2 separate regions of the Oryza sativa genome follow, and region 1 is linked to region 2. A link is a contact called in public HiCAR-type data. All regions are on one chromosome and are shown on one strand. Each heading gives the region's core, a stretch centred on a gene start, on an enhancer-like site or on the middle of the called end of the contact. The rest is flanking DNA. Distances are from core to core; before and after follow the strand shown. Region 1 holds the start of LOC4325822 (amino-acid permease BAT1 homolog). Region 2 holds the start of LOC4326533 (putative disease resistance protein RGA4).

Region 1 (3,519 bases), core at 309-2,808, 390 kb after region 2:
GTAGAGGACTCGTTTACCATGTGAGCGGATGTATCGTAGCCGAGCACGGAGTACTGGCTCATCAGCAATCCCACGGCTAGGATGTAAGCCTTGCTATGGATCCCCATGCCGTTGTCCGTGTTGAGATGGGTAAACACGAACTCAACACTTGGCCTGTCCTTTGCTACTGCCGGGATCAGGATCACCAGAACAAAGACACCTATCATTGTTGATTGTTCAGACAGATAAATTTCGTTCAGGGTTCAATATTCAGACTTCAGATGCCAAGAACCACAATTCATAAGGACTGGTGATTATTGCCTCCATGTGTACCATGCACCTGCAGCATTCCAGATGGCCCCGATTTGGCCAAACAGAGATAGCCACTGGATAGGGAGGCTGTTGATGACGCCATGAAGGATTAGGATGACGGCGCAAATCACCAACACGACATACTTTGAAGCCATGTAGCCGCCGCCATTGGCTCCTCCCGTGCTAAGCAAGATGATCACCTGTAGCAGCTGCGCCAGCGAGAAGTCTACGCTCGCAATAGCTGCCCACTGCCACAACAGTTGAAGACAAGGACAGGGCAACAATGCAAATTTTTTTCTCGAAAAATGAAGTTATAAGCTGGAGCTAAAAACAGTATCTAGATCCACCAGACAATGGTAGTATACCTGTCCAACGATATTGAACCTGTCGAACACACAACACAATAACAAATTCAGGCTCGCAAATTAAGTTGAACAACAGCATACATGCATAATCCACAGCAACAAATATTCAAAATAGTAATGATCAAACATAATCTTCAAGAAGGCACCATCTCAAGACAACAATTTTTTTTCAAGGATATCAAGAAAACAATTGCACCTAACCATTTTGGATTAGTTCCAGTGCATAAAGACAGGGGAAATTGATGCAGACTAGCTCATACATGTCTCACGTACCAGCCAGTGACCCAAGAAGCCAGGGACGCCCATTCCTTGCCGGCCAGCTTGGCGCTCCAGTAGTAGAGGCCACCGGAGGTCGGGTACGCCGAGCAAATCTCGGCCATGGACAGGGCGACGCAGCCGTTGAACAGCGCCACCACCAGCCACCCCAGCGTCATCGACACCGGCCCGCCGTAGCGCAGCCCCGTGTTGTAGGTCGCCGTGACGCCCGTCAGCACCGAGATGTTGGCGAACGAGAAGGCGAAATTCGACAGGGTCCTGTGTGTATATATATCCAGATGAATCGATCAAGATGGTCTTAGTTTTGAAAAGAATGAACTAATTAGCACGGTGAATGCATGCTAAGTCTGAATAAACTGAAACTTGTTGTGTGCATACGAGAGGCCACGCTTGAGCTCCTGCTTGTAGCCGAGCTGGAGAAGCCGGAGGCTGTCCGGGTCGTCGGCGGCCTGATCGCCGGCGGCCATCGCTAATTGGACGGAGCGAGACATGGCCGTGGATCAGTTCTCTATCTCCTGTAGGCTGTTTCCTGGGAGGCTAGCTATTTTTGACGCTATCACCTCCATAGCTCACTAATCCTGCAGAGTATAGTTTACATGCTCGCTGTACTAGTCAACTTCCCAAAAAAGAAATGTCCAAGTACGTACCTCTCTCTTATATATAATTCATAATCAACGAAATGGTTGGAAATTTTGTATACCACTGATGATTGATTGATACGCTTATGTCACGATTTTCCTGTAGTATTGCCAACTACCGTTGACTAACTGAAGGATAAGATGCAATATATCGCTGTATACCTTATGCGTTCCAAAAAAAAAACTGTATACCTTAGGACTTTTGGTTCATGTTTAAACTATGCTTGAATTATTGCACGCATGCTGCTTTTTTAGTATAGTTCTGTACCTCATGCCTGTCTTTTTCTAACATAATCAGCCGAATCGTAGACCGTTGAATTTCCATCCAAGGACATGGGAATACGAATCAAAATAAAGAACGGCCTCTTACTGGGCCGCCCAACAAGGCTACATGTACGTGGGCTTCCTTGTCAGCCGTAGAACTCCATGGGCCGTAGCACACATGCATCGGCCCATACAGTTATGGGCCGTCACAGCGGGCCGTCATTAGTGTTAGTAATGGGCCCTTGGAACCAGAAGCGGGCACGGAGAGCCCACGCGCCGACGGTGAGCAGCAGCACGCCGCCGACGGCCACCGGCGTGTAGTTGAACGTCTCCTCCGCCACCGGGTACGCCACCGGCAGCGAGAAGAGCACGGTGACGGCGGCCACCCAGAGCACGGCGGCCCAGCCGACGACGATCCCGTACTTGCCAAGGTGAAACGGCCCCGGAACGAAGGATCCCCTCGCCGTCGTCACCCGGAAGAAGATCGGCAGCGCGTAGGAGATGCAGAGCCCTATCGTCGCGATGGACACCATTGCTTGGAATGCCACCTGGCTTCCCAGCGACTGTCATAAAAATAAAGCATAATTCTGGTTATTCTGAACTGAGAATCAAGCATGAAAATTAATCAGCAGTGGTACGAATTAACTCACTGTCAGAGCCATGATGAACGCCACCACCACAGAGAGCCATACGGCGTTTATAGGCACCTCTTGCTTGTTCACTCGGTGCCAGACTTTCGAGAACGGCATTGCTCCGTCCCTGGAGAACGCATACGCCATCCTGCATGCAGTGGCTAATTAACCTAGGAAATTATCAACATGTACGTAGCTAATTAAGCTAAGCTAAATTCCTGAACACGTCAGCTGATCGATCGATCTGACCTCGAGTTGCTAGTGATGCAGGCGAGGCCGCAGAGGAAGACGGCGACAGCGACGACTCCCAAGCAGAGGATCCCTCCCAGGCCGCTGCCGTATCTCCGGTGGAAAGTGGTGTAGAAAGCTTGAGCAACCGCGTTGCCGCCGGCGTCGTTGTCGGGGCTCAACAGGTAGGGAATGTCCGTCACCGCCGACGTGAGTGACACTATGTAGATCCACCCGAACACGGTCGAGAGAGCAACCGAGGTTACGATCCCGATCGGGCCACTCCAATCTGCATTCTTCGTTTCCTCTGTCTGATGCATAGAATGATATACTGTCAGAGTGTCAGTAGTATTTGCAGTTTAGATATGGACTACTGTGTCTAGGGGCGAAATCGCAACGTACCATATGAGCAGATGTGTCGTAGCCGGCCATCGCGTACTGGCTCATCAACAACCCGATGAGTAAAATGTAAGCCTTGTCGCGTATCCCCATGCCGTTTTCTGTGTTGAAGTGAGTGAAAATGAACTCAACGCTCGCCCTTTCCGTGGCGACAGCCGGGATCAAGGCCACCAGCACAAAGACACCTAGCAAACGAAGAACAATAGAGTGATGATGGAATCGATGGTGACTTAATAAGGAGATCGATTGCAAGAGGAGGAAAAAAAAATAATTTCATTACCTGCCGCATTCCAAAAAGCTCCAAGCTGGCCGAACCAAGAGAGGCACTGGATCGGGAGGCTGTTGATAGCGCCGTGGATGACGAGCATGGCGCCGTAGATGGCGAGCACGACGTAGTTGGAGGCCATGTAGCCACCGCCGTTGGCT
Region 2 (3,464 bases), core at 826-3,325:
CCTCGAGTTCTTCATGTTGCGGGCTATGGTCATCTTCCGGAGAAGCGGATTGTTCCGGGAAAGGAATAACTTGAGCTGAAAAATAAAAATGAAGTCAATATCATCCGCTATGTTAATTTTCTTTTGTATACCCACGATAGTATCTGATAGTCTGGTATGGAACGGGAATTGACAGTCTAATAGCAAACTTCTAGAGAAGTGTTTATAGTGGAAAAGACAACTTTGCTTTTTAATTTTAGAAATTAATTGGTTTGGCACAATGCTAAAATATTCCACAATGAAAGTCAGGCATGTACAGCAAGTAAATTGATCCATAAAGATGAATCATAGAACTTTTATTCAAAACACCAATATGTGGAAGTGGAAGTGAGTACCTTGGGTTGATGGTTCTTGATGAGCTGAGCAGCATCGAGCTCATCCAGCACGTCCTCAACGTCGTAGGCGACGGACTTGAGTTTGTTGAGCCACCGCCGTTCCGCCTCTCCATCTTTTCCTCCCTGGCGTGCTTTGCCATCAACATCTTGTATCACAGCCTCCAGATCTCTCATCTTCTCCTCCATGTCGTCCACGTCGTCCTTGAATCTCCACAGCAGAGTGGCCTCCTCCACCACAAGCTCGCTGAGCCTGCTGGCGACCCGATTCGCCACGGAACTCGCAATCATCCCTCCAATCCCGCTCATGGATGGTATGGCAGATTCACAGTGAACTCTATCAACAGGAATATGGCTTTGTGAAATAGAAGCAAGATGTAGATCGGGAGGGGAAGCAGCCACACATATACTAGTAGTATACCACATGGCACAGTTCACGTAGTTTAGTCCATGGCATAGTGCGCTTGGTAGGTGGTGCGTGGTGGCCTTCCTGGAGAGGATACATATTTAATATTTTACAGAAAAGGTTAAAGCGATGCAGTCCAAATTAATTGGAAGATAAAATTAAAATGATTTGCAATAGCCAAACAATGGTGAAACCTGGGTAATCTGTCAACAAGAAGAAATGACTATGGAGACTTATCCAACAACTTGCCTTAGATGCGCAAGCTACCAGACAGCTAGCACATGCGCAAGCTCTCTCTCTCTCTCTCCCACAGGAATGTATGCTGCCTGTTTGTTTGTGAAAGCTCTCTACCCACAAGTGCACTTCGTCTCTTTGTTTTGTGGAGGACCCTACCACAGTCCACAACTGCATGTCCATGAGAGTTTTTCCTTGCGATTGGCATGCTCCACCAATATGTCGCTTGCTTTACCCGTTTGCCCGCCAAATAGATTTTTAGTGGCACAATTTGCATCTCTTTGTTTCTTGACCTGTAGCCTTTTTGCATCGACACCTGATGTGCAGTGCAGTGTAGACAATTCAGTGCTTGCTATATCGTCTAAAGGCAAAACACATCGATTCTGAGAAAGCATTACGATTTGCAAGCATCATCCCTTTGAAGAAAGAAGTATTGTTGAGACCATGGCTTGGCACGCTTGGTGGATGGTGGGTGGCGGCCTTCCTGGCACTGAGAGTAAGAGAAAACAGTAAAAATCAATTCGAAGATGAATGAAAAACGGAAGTGAAACCGGGATAAAGATGGGGGAAGAGACTAGTCCAGCGACAACTTAGCATTCAATCTGCATCTTTTAGTCTTTACAAGACATCAATTTGGGAAGGATCTAACAGGCCTACAGTACGTGTGAAGATGCAGGATCACCACACACGATCCAGAATTATTATTCCAGATGGACAACGGCTTGTTGGAATGTGGTGGAGGAAGAGCCAGCAGCAAAGGCCGCGGAATCACTTCCAACTTTTGGGTTGCAACTGCAAGGAGGGGATTCGTTCCAATCTCAAACAGTGAACCAGATAGAGAAAGAGAGAGAGAGCTTACCAACACCAGGAGAGGCGCCGCCGCTGCACTTCCGCCTGTACCGAGCCGACCCGAGCCGCGGGACACAGGGGCGCATGGTGCTCGACTCGATCCATCGATCCGGCCGCCGCCGCTCGAACGGACGCCGCCTCCAGCCCCCTTCACCACCTCGCCGCCGGTGGCTTCGCTCCGCCCCCCGTGGCTGGACTCACGGGATCGTCTGCGCCGCCGCTGCCCTGAAGCCACCACAGCCCATCAAGCTTTCGAGCTGGGCCTTCGGCTCACACGCAGCCTAGTCCAAGCAAACATATGCTGCTCTAAGGCCCAAAGAGTTGTAGCCCAAGCAGCCCAAAATTATGTCGCTCGAGCTATCAACAGTACTACACACTAATATAAGGGTGCAAGTGGGGAAGCCGCTTATAGACAAAATTAGTGCATAAACCGCAGGTTTGACTCACATGTTATATATATTAACTTGATCTATAAATATGTTTATAAATCGACCCACTTGCATATCTAGATGCGGCAAGTTAGGCCACGACACAAAAACCCATGAATTATCATTTATTTGACCTAGGAGTGAATTCGCGAGTCGGCCCGCTTGCATCCCTACACTAATATGCTCCCATGGTGATTACAGACAAGATGTCCTGACTCTTAGCATGCCACTCAAATGGTTAAAAAAAATTAAAAAAAAAAGATGTATTAACATATGATGTATCATTTCACAAATATTCAAGTTGAAATACAATTTATATAAGTTGCACAAAAAATAAATTAAACTACAGCTAGTTAACGTATATTTATAGTCAAATTTATTTTTTTTTATTTTATGGTTAAATTTCGCCTTGCATGTTTGTGGATTGATCTATCACATATTAAGTTATCTTATTGTTTTTTAAAAAAATTTATAACCATTTGAGTGACATGCAAAACCTAATTTTTAGAGTTTAAAATAGTTTTCCTTTACAGTACAGGCGAGGCGAGACGGACTGACGATCGAAGCCGTGGTTTTGCTACGCCGATGGTGCTAATTAACTGGTCACGACTCACGAGGATAACCGTGTACCTGTGGTCAACTGAACCAGCCAGCCCGAAGTTTACACACGAATCAAAGCGGAGATCCTAGGTTCCTAGTGTTGATCATCTACTGTTTGCAGCTGGGTTTTGGTTTGATCCATGGTTTTGTTATGTTCAGTCCACCTTGAGATACATCTCATCAAATTAGCACGACATTTACTACGTGTATAGGTCAACGCTTAACCCTGCTAAATCGCTATACAAATACACGGAAAAGAGACCATCTTATCTCAGCGTCTCTCTTCATCCTAATCACCTCGATCATTCGCTACGTTTTTGCTTGTTCAGAGCAACGCATCGCATCATGCCTCGTCCACCTGAACCTGTGCACGTGCTGCTTCTTGCTGCCATCGCAGTGCAAGTGTTCGTCCGGTGCACAGCACAAGCTGCGAGTGATCAGAAGCCACTAGTCTCCAGGCTCGCCAAGGATTACAACACCTCACTCTACACCATCTCCGTCAAGAACGGCGCGCCGCCGCTCGTCGTCGACCTCGCCGGCGCGCTCGTCTGGTCGACGTGCCCGTCCACGCACTCC

Evidence for each region. HiCAR-type assays count read pairs that join an accessible place to other places.
Region 1: a HiCAR-type map of leaf shows a contact between it and region 2, with 4 times the contacts expected there. The contact joins the promoter of LOC4325822 here to the promoter of LOC4326533 in region 2. A contact is called at or near these places in 1 of 15 Hi-C or Micro-C datasets (leaf) and 1 of 4 datasets of contacts at active chromatin or transcription factors (leaf).

What each region holds. Positions count from the first base shown.
Region 1 is chr1:42,204,072-42,207,590 of ASM3414082v1, forward strand. LOC4325822 (amino-acid permease BAT1 homolog) reads right to left here and starts at 1,559. Exons shown (of 7, transcript XM_066306787.1): 1 at 1,311-1,559; 2 at 917-1,190; 3 at 320-539; 4 at 18-199. The coding sequence starts at 1,423. LOC4325823 (amino-acid permease BAT1 homolog) reads right to left here. Exons shown (of 8, transcript XM_015786305.3): 4 at 3,374-3,519; 5 at 3,097-3,278; 6 at 2,716-3,005; 7 at 2,485-2,627; 8 at 1,777-2,397. The coding sequence ends at 2,063.
Region 2 is chr1:41,813,730-41,817,193 of ASM3414082v1, forward strand. It overlaps LOC4326533 (putative disease resistance protein RGA4), which reads right to left and starts at 2,076. Exons shown (of 8, transcript XM_066306770.1): 1 at 1,871-2,076; 2 at 1,410-1,501; 3 at 972-1,327; 4 at 375-861; 5 at 1-75. The coding sequence starts at 797. LOC4326534 (chitinase CLP-like) reads left to right here and starts at 3,162. Exons shown (of 2, transcript XM_015790792.2): 1 at 3,162-3,464. The coding sequence starts at 3,234.